Regions from separate parts of the Sus scrofa genome. Here region 1 is linked to region 2. The links are chromatin contacts, called in public Hi-C maps. All regions are on one chromosome and are shown on one strand. The core of a region is the stretch at or near the end of the contact, and the rest is flanking DNA. Distances in the headings are between cores, read along the strand shown.

Region 1 (4,916 bases), core at 2,312-4,811, about 17 Mb before region 2:
AGCAAAAATAGGTCTTTGAATGGATGTATTTTCTGCTATGATTAGCAAAGGAAAAAAGCAAAAAAACAACCTCTACAATAAAAAGTCTGGTTCCAATATATATTATAGTACAATATTACAATCATATTAAGTTCAGAATGAAGTTTAAATTCTCATTAAATCATAAGAAACAAATCAAAGCCAAATACCAGTAAATTTGGGTTACTATAAGGGATTTTCATAAAAGAATTGGAACCTACAAGTATCCAGCCAATTGCTAAGACAGGCCAAACTTCAGATAATGTTTCACATTAATTTCTTATGCCACTAAGAAATTTTGTACTGGGTTTTCAGGTTATCCTTCACTGCAAAAACTATTTATAATGTAGCTAAATGGTATACAATGCAATGAAAACTAATTCTAAAATACTTTTATAGATATATAGAATTATATTAAAACAACATTACATATCAAATGGGCTTCTATTCATTAACCCAGGAAGAGAATCTCCACTTTAAGGGTAAAACACAATAAGAAAACATATAACTAGACTAACAATGTGCCATACTCCATTGTTCTTCTCACACCCAATCCCTTGTCCCGCCCAGTCCACTGTCAGGGGACTGGGAAAGTTGAGGTCTCAATGCAAATAAATGTGTGGGACTAGATTCCTCATCACCTTTTCAAACCAAATATGCAGGGGCATGCAAGAGCACACACACACACACACACACAATTTGCACTCCCCCACCCTTTTTCCTATCCCCTAAGACATTCAAAAATTTTAAAGGTTTTATTTTTTTATCTTAAAGGCCGCAACCGAGGCATATGGAAGTTCCCAGACTAGGAGTCAAATTGGACAGGTGCAGCTGCCGGTCTATGCCCCAGCCACAATAAGGCCAGATCCCAGCCACTGCAACCTACACCTCGGCTTGTAGCAACACCCCAATTCTCAACCCACCGGGCAGGGCCAACTCCAAAGTTCTTAAATTTAAAGCAACATTAAAGGTTTCTTTGCAAAACAAACTAAACATGTTCAAGCACCCACACCTGAAAGAGGACAAATCTTCCTATATTCTGGAGGCAGAACTTGATGGTCTAAATGAGATTTATATGGCAGTGCTGGGGGAAGGGTCATTCATTCTGCCTGTTTCATGTTGCAGAGGAGGGGCAGGGGAGAGGGACACTTCTAGCTTCTCCCTGCCCCCTTATTTATCTCAAACTGAGGGGAAGAAATTTTGGTGACAGACATTGCTGCCTGTCATAGCAGAGAAGACACAATGTGCTCTACTTTTCTAATATGCAGGCTGCTTTCTCTGCATCCCTCCGTTTCCCATCTCCATAGGAAAGGCCTGCTGTGCTAGTGATTAGCTGCATAAATTTAATTTGGGTGAAGCATTAGGAGGCCTACTGCCCACCAAAAGGCATGTCTTTCAACCCAGATTTCATCAGTATTAAAGCTGATGTTTTGAGGGCCCATATGTCTGTGTCCTATGTCCATGTCTTTTTCTCTACTGATTACAAACTCAGATGGGCTGATAACTACGTGTTCTTCCCAAACCCCAACAGTCGAGTTTTTATAGGTGGAAAGATGTCTTATTGCTTTACATATATGGGAAATATTAAAAACTATGTTTTCTAGTTTGCAGTTTTTTTGTGTGTTTCATTCTGTGACACATTTTTTTCAGTATATACAGAGAATAGGGAATGGTAGTAGTAATCCATCTTTCCTCCATTAAATTCACTCTCCACCACCAATCAATGCTGTTTGCAAAGAAAACCACCTACATACACATGAAGAGACACAAACACAATCTTCCATTCTCTTCACTAACTTGTGTCCTCTCTTTATAACAAAAAGAAATTAAGAAAATCTGTTGCACCAGTTAAGAAAGAGCAACAGTTGAGAAACAGAAGCTTAATGTTTCTTAATTGCTGAAAACATAGAGAAAAAGATGCATACAAAGAAAATACTGATGTGGGGATTAGAAGAGAAAGAAGGGAAAAGAAAAAAAAAAGGCCAAGCCTCTCTCTTAGTGGTTTCTATGATAAAGGTTGATGATTGGCTTTTGCTTGTTAATACTTGCTTCATATATCTGTGTCTGTTTCACTTTTCCATGATTTCTTCATTTCCTGTACTATACTAAAAGAATTACAGATGATATAAAAGAGTCAGATCGCTTGACTATTACACCCTATTAAAGGATAAAGCTAAGCAAAAACGGGCAAAACTTATTCACACCATGTAAGTTCTCTGCCCATAATTTCTAAAGTAGACTCTCCAGTTCTTGGGTCTTTAAGAATTGGCACACTAACTCACATATCTGAGCAACAGCCATGTAAATTCCATATTTTCTCAGATTGTATAATTTGACACTACAGAAAACTGTGACTGCCTAATCCTGAATCTTTTTACTGCCAATAATATTGTCAGCTCTAGAAGACAAAAAACCCCACTGTTTTTGCCTAACATTTATATCTATGTGACTATTTTACCTTTTTAGAGTCATTAGATAAATTCTAATCATCACTTAAGTGGAATTGTGCATTAAAAAGGCATAAGAATACTTTTCCAAACAGGAAAAAGTTCAACTTTAATCAAGAGAGTAAAACCAGCTTAAAAAATTAGAAATCATGACCTGATCTTCAAACTCTGTCTAGCAGAAGTTGGACTGCTGAGAACATAGCAACTTCCTGGACTTTGTACTTAAGTTTCCCCAAAGTATAATAGAAGGCCAAAAAGAAAACATTATCTAGTGAACATGGAATGCCACAGTTAACTACATACTTAATTCAAAGACGTGTAAGCACTGTCTCTTTAAGATGCAGTACTCTGGCCACCCTTGAATATTTTGGATTAAAGATCTGGCATGAAGATTACTTACATTCTTTCCAAACCTCAATCATTTTTCACTTGAAAAAGACTTTCAGCTGACTATATGCAAAAAAAAAAAAAAAAAAAAAGAAAAAGGCAGTTTTTTTGTTTTTGTCAGATAACTTAGGCTTTTTTTAATTCCAAGAAGTTTTTTTCAGGCTGTTTTTAGATCTTGTCTTTGTCATGATTACAAATCCTAAAAATCAAAAATAGAGAAGTTAATTTAATACACACTGTTTAACTAACTTAAGTACTGCCAGAGATCAGAACTATCAGAAAAGGACAGAATTCAATATCATTTATTCTTTGTCAAAAAAAAAAAAAAAACACAGAATTTCAATGCTGAAAGTAAAGGTTATAATTTTTTTTTAAGTGCCTCAGAGCTGCCAGGAACCTTAGAGAGTAACCAGGTCAAAGGTTCTTCATCAAGAATCAGTGAACAGGAGTTCCTGTCATGGCGCAGCGGAAACAAATCCAACTAGGAACCATGAGGTTGAGGGTTCGATCCCTGGCCTTGCTCAATGGGTTAAGGATCTGGCATTGCCGTGAGCTGTGGTGTAGGTTGCAGACGCGGCTCTGATCTGGCATTGCTGCAGCTCTGGCAGAGGCCAGCAGCAACAGCTCCTATTTGACTCCTGGCCTGGGAACCTCCACATGCTGTGGGTGTGGCTCTCGGGGGGCAGGGGGAAGAATCAATGAACAGGGAGTTCCTCTTGTGGCTTGGCAGGTTAAGAGCCCAACACAGTATCCATGAGTATGCAGGTTTGATCACTGGCCTTGCTCAGTGGGTTAAGGATCTGGTGTTGCCACAAGCTGCAGTACAGGCTACAGATGTGGCTCAGATCCAGCATTGCTGTGGCACAGGCTAAGCCAGTAGCAGCAGCTCTGATCTGACCCTTAGCCTGGGAACTTCCATATGACACAGATGTGGCTATAAAAAGAAAAAAAAGGAATCAATGAACTTACATGAATAGGCTAGAGGAGATTAATAAAACTTCTCAAACTGTATGCACAATTTGAAGTAAATGATATGCTCATGAACATTTTTCTTGGGCAGCTATTTACAGCTTTCATCACATTCTCCAAGTATTCAATGTGCCACCCCAAAACCCCCAAGAAAGGTTCATGAGCCACTTTCCGAGGTCACATAGATAATAAAATTTTGGAGCCAGGGCTCCCGCACAATTCTTCCTAATCACAGTTATCTTGTTCATGTCCTCCGCAGAACAATCAAGACATAAGATTTTTGCAACTATGCCTATTCTCTTTCATCTTACACACTGCCAAAATACTTCCTGATATCCATTTAAACAGTTCAAATTCATAAAATATTTTCTTAATGCTTGTTCATGTCAGCAAGTCCCCTTATGGTTAGGCCTGTTTCTTTCAGTAAATAAATTTCAGGCAATATCTTACTGATAGATATCTTTTTATTCTTTTGCTGCAGGGATAAAACATAATTGAATTAAGGGGGAAAAGAAAAAAATAATTATAAAAATATTCTTGCTTTTCCATTGCGTACTCATTACATATTGTATCAAAGGCTTCATGAAATAAAATTCCATTGCTCTAAGCCTAGTGTAGTACCTAAGACATTCGCAGGGAAGACAGAACCCACTAGAAGAAAATCAGAAGGATACAGGAAAGAACTTTTAAGAGAGGAATATAAGCAGTAATAAGGAACAATATCAGCAAAATATGGACAAAATATTTTAGTCACCAGGAGGTAAGATATCTTTTAACCCCTAAGAGAAAGTAGGGATAATGATGAATAAAACCAACCATGTGTGAATACTTTTCCATTCACGCTTTACATAAATAAATGTTAGTGTTTTTGTTTATAATAAAAGTAAAATGTCTTCTCATATATCTAATCTTCATAATCAGTATACAGCTTTTTGGAGGGTGATAATAAAAGTTCTAAAATCGTGGTGCTGATTGCACAACTGTGAATATACTAGAAATCACTGAGTTGTACACTTTAAATGGATGAGCTGTATAGTATGTGAATTATATCTCGATAAAGCTTTTTTTCTTTTTTTTGTCTTTTTAGGGCTGCAC
Region 2 (4,550 bases), core at 740-3,239:
TACTGAAATATCACTGAAATATACATATCACATACACAGACACACAGAGTAAAAAATATTTTAGCAAGATTTAAGTTTAGGATAGTTCAGAAGTAATAAGGAAAAAAAATTGATACTGAAGTGATTCAAAAACCCTTACTGTTGTGACAGACAATATATATACGAACTGATCATTTAGCCATCTGGATGTGACCCGTTTGCATGAGGCTTCCAAAACTTTACGAAGAACATTAAATGCTTTTTGTTAAGGCTTGAGTTTCAATATTATCAATTGTAAAGAGCTTTTCAGTGATCTGAGTTTTATTTAACACTTACTATATTCCAGGCTAGGTGTTGGAGACACAGATCCAAGACAGGCCTGTCCTGAAGGAAGTCCCATTCTGACTGCTTGGTTATGTCAGGTACAGCACTAAACATGTTCACTCACAGCATCTAACCTCCTAGGCTTAACCCACAGCAGAGGATTCTGAAGTAAACATTACACATGACTGTAAAGAAATACATGAAAGCTGTACATTTAGACCAAATATAACTCTACTTCCTAATACATTTAAGGTTACGCCTAACATTCCAGATGTACTACCAAAACAGTAAAATGACCCAGAATATAGCTATACCTTCTTTAACACACATTACTTACATAATTTCATTTAAATCTCATTTAAAGGTACATCCATTCAAAGTATCTTCTTCCATTAAAGGATATTTGTCTTTACCCTCAAACTCTCCATCTGGGTAGAGTACTGAACAGTTGTTGAATGAATGAATGAATGAATGAATGAAATAAACAGATGTTCTAATTACCAAGGGGGTACTTGCTGGATGCTTATCTTAAAACACAATGGACTGACAGACCAGAATTCTTCGGGAAAGATCACTGAATTTCAGAGGTAAAAATAGTAAGCAATTGACATTGTCTGATAACGTGCAGTCAACATGTTATTAAGTCCACAGTAAACACATGATAGGAAACTTTCAGAAATTAAAATGAAAATAAAACACTTTTGTGTTCATCACGGTACCTTGAAATAGACCCGGTTCTACGACCTAAGGATTGTGAACAGAAGTGCAAGACAAAGAGAAGGGAGGGTGGGGTGAAAAAGTCAAAAGGTCACCACCGAGTGACCCTCATGAGAAATGCGCGCTGACCACTGAAGCTCGCGCCGAGCCTGACGGGCACCTCCCGCCCAAGCCACCGGCCCGGGCTCTCCCTCGCAGCCCTGCTGAAGGCCACCTCAGTCTTTCTGCGCCGCCGCCTGCGTTCGCCCACAACATAAGCACAAAGAAACCACCGAGAAACAAAACACTGTTCCCGTGGGCTCCGGGCAGGCGTCGGGTCCCGGCCACCGGAACGCTTTCCCCGGCTCTCCACTGCCGGGGAAGGCAGCCAGGGCGCGGCGGGCCGCCTAGGCGCCTCCGTTCCGACCTTCGCCGAAGTATTTCAGAACTTGCCACCAACCTCCCGTTTCATTTATCCCTCCATACGCGGACGCCGGACCCGCGCTAGGAGAACGCCTGAGGACCGACGGGCGGAGCTGGAGAGGCAGGCGGGGGGCGAGTGGGGGGCAGGCGGGGCGCGCCAGGGTCCCGCAGCCTCACGCCCCCAGGGCGGCCCCCGCCTATCCCGCAGCTATTGTTCCCGCGCCACCCACGCGGGCCGCGCGCCCCCCGCCCGCCGCGAGCTCCCGCCCCCACTCCCGGGAGGGGGTCACGGCTGAAGAGAGGCGGCGGCGGTGGCGGCGGCGGCGGCACAATAACATAAACACCGCGGGGCCGCCGGCTCTGGCCCTCAAGCTCTCACCACACTCACCTGGCAGCGCAGCGAACGGCAACAGAAAACCTAGGCGGTGGAGACTGGCGCCGTCCCGGCGGTCGCCGCGGCCGTTACCCAGCGCTGCTCGCGGCTCCGCGCTCCGGGCAGCGTCGTCCGGCCTCGGCCGCTCAGCTGAGTAACAGAGACGCTGCCCGTCACGGCGCACGCCCGCCCACGTCATCGCGCAGGGCCCCGCCCCCGCGCTTCGCGAACGGGCCGCGGGGCGGGGCAGCCCCGGGGCCCGGATTGCGGGGGCGGGGCCCGCATCCGGGGGAGGGGCTACTCTAGGGGGCCGGGAGGACTTGCGGAGGTCGCCGGGAGGCGGAGCTGCGGGGAGAGCCTCTGAATGCGGACTGTGAGGGGCGTGGCGGGAAGCTGGATGGGGCGGGGCCCTGATCCTGGCACGTGGCGGCATATGGCCCGAGAGCCTAGTATGTGTACCTGGGCAGTACGCTATTCCTAGGCAAAGCCTCTGGGGTTCTTTGCCTCAGGGTTTGAAGGTCAGTGCGCTTAGGCCAGACCCGCCCAGGGAGCAGGCACCCCGGCCTGGTCAAGCATCTGAGTGACGGAGGGCTCTTTACCTTGACTGACAGTACGTCCCATTCTGAGGACATCTACTCCAGGCCTAACAACCCACGAGCAAATATTCTCTTCAGCCACCTGGAAAAAGCTGCCTCCTGTTTTCCCCAGATCCACTTCCTACAAGATTCCATGCATTGCCCTATTTGTCTTTGGGCCCCTCAAAGCATGTATATGTTTGTTGTAGAAGTGATAAATTGGCAAGTCCTTAAATATCTGACCAGTGGAAAGATGTCTATATTACATGCATGTTTGCAAAAGAACACATTTTAGCAATTTAAATGCCGTGTGTTCAAGGGATTCTTAACCACACAGGAGAATGTTCATCATACTTCATTAAGAGAAAGAATCAAGCCTATGTATATTATATATATAGATAGTTAGATGATGATCCTGCTTATATACTGTGTATAAAAGGAAAAAACTGGAAACATGACAACTTATTTTAACAGTAATTCATCATTGAGCTGTAAATTGATTCTCCTTGTACTTTGAGTATTTTTCCATGGTTTCCAAGTTATGTTCATAATCAGAAAAAAGTATATTATTTTAATAATGAAAAATACATATTTCGGGGTTTTTTTGGGGGGATCTTTTTTTAGGGCCACACCCATGGCATATGGAGGTTCCCAAGCTAGGGGTCTAATCAGAGCTGTAGCTGCCAGCCTACACCACAGCTCACGGCAACACCAAATCCTTAATCCCCTGAGTGAGGCCAGGAATCGAACCTGCATCCTCATGGATACTAGTTGGGTTCAATAACCACTGAGCTAGGATGGGAACTCCAGATATTTGTTGAAGAAATGAATGAAGTCATGTAGATTATTTTCCATGTTATGTTGGGCTGGCCTATTTCCAGTGATTCTGAAATGAAGCATTAATGTGCATGTTCATTTATTCATTTTCTCCCCAATTCCTCCCTCCCTCTCAGGGCTTCTTTATTTCCTTCCTTTGTTTCTTAAAGAAATACATACTACATACCCATTCTGTGCCCGGTACTGTGCTAACATTGGCAATAGGATGGAGCTTATAGACTTATATTACAATAGAAATAACAGTAAACAAATACAAAATGATCACTGCATCATAATACAAATTTATATGCATATATAGAATTATGGGACAAACTGATAGAGTTAATAAAGCCAGGAAAGTCTTCCTTGAGGACCTGCCTCTTGAACTAAGAATAGATTCAACTAGACAGAAAATATTTTAGACAGAGGTAAAAACTGAGGAAAGCCAGGTGCTGGTGGAAGAGCAAGGAAGAAGGAGCTATGAGATGAAGTTTGGAAGGGTGGAAAAGGACCAATTCTAGTACAGCCATACTACCTATGCTGAAACTCTTGTCTTTATCCTAAGTGCAATGGGAAGCTCCTGACATGCTTCAGCAAAGGGGATGGCATGGTCAGAATGGCATCTTAAAAGGATTCCTTGTTGGAAGGAGGCCAGTTAGATATAGGAGTAGTCTAGATAACGGACGGCAGAGGCTTGGTCTAGGGTGATAGTCGTGGAAACAGTAAGAGTAAGGATCTGAAGACATTTTAGGAGATCCAATACACAGAACTTGCTGATGGATTAGGTGGGCAGTGAAGGAAAGGTAGTCATCAAGGAAAATCATAGATTTCTTGCTTGTGGCCAAAGATGAATGCAATATTGATTCACTGAGATGCGAATCTTGGAAGAGGACAGGGATTGAATGGAAAGGTTGTGAGAGCAGCTAGTTTGAAGGCTTTTGATCTGCCCCAAAGAGATACCAAGTTAGCAGCTGGGTATCCAGAGCTGGAATCAGGTGAATAAGATATGAGTCACTTATGAATCACAAGATAGTGGTGACTTGAATCCTTGGGTGTGGATGAGTTAGCCTAGGCCCGAAGGATGGGGGGCAGTGAGCAAGATGAAAATAGGGCCGAGAGCCAGATTTGAGGAACTTCAGTACTGAATGGCTAAGAAAAAAAAAAATGAGCTGAGAAGGAACTGCCAGGAGGTAGAAGGAAAACTAGGAGAGAGAGATTCAAGAAGAAAGGAGTGATCAATAATATCAAATATGAGAGGAGGCTTAAAATCCTGGAGTACTTATTTTCGGAAGCAGTTTAGAGTAGGCTAAGAATGAATGGGAGACTTAATATGGAGATGTTGGATATTGATGAGTCAGTCTGTA

Evidence for each region. A called contact is a pair of places that touch in the nucleus more often than the background predicts.
Region 1: a contact with region 2 is called in a Hi-C map of omental adipose tissue, with 8 times the contacts expected there. The contact joins the enhancer-like site here to the promoter of MAPK8 in region 2. A contact is called at or near these places in 4 of 47 Hi-C or Micro-C datasets (mesenteric adipose tissue, omental adipose tissue, retroperitoneal adipose tissue and 1 more).

The regions. Positions count from the first base shown.
Region 1 is chr14:105,852,561-105,857,476 of Sscrofa11.1, reverse strand. The region is part of intron 1 of TBC1D12 (TBC1 domain family member 12); the gene reads right to left. Among named protein-coding and RNA genes, the nearest start is that of TBC1D12, 49 kb to the right of the region's middle. Within about 2 kb of position 3,561, at least 5 of the 83 cell types and tissues checked have an H3K27ac peak or open chromatin away from gene starts, as enhancers often do. A contact at or near this core is called in omental adipose tissue, where this site is marked.
Region 2 is chr14:88,986,353-88,990,902 of Sscrofa11.1, reverse strand. It overlaps MAPK8 (mitogen-activated protein kinase 8), which reads right to left and starts at 1,989. Exons shown (of 12, transcript XM_021073086.1): 1 at 1,811-1,989.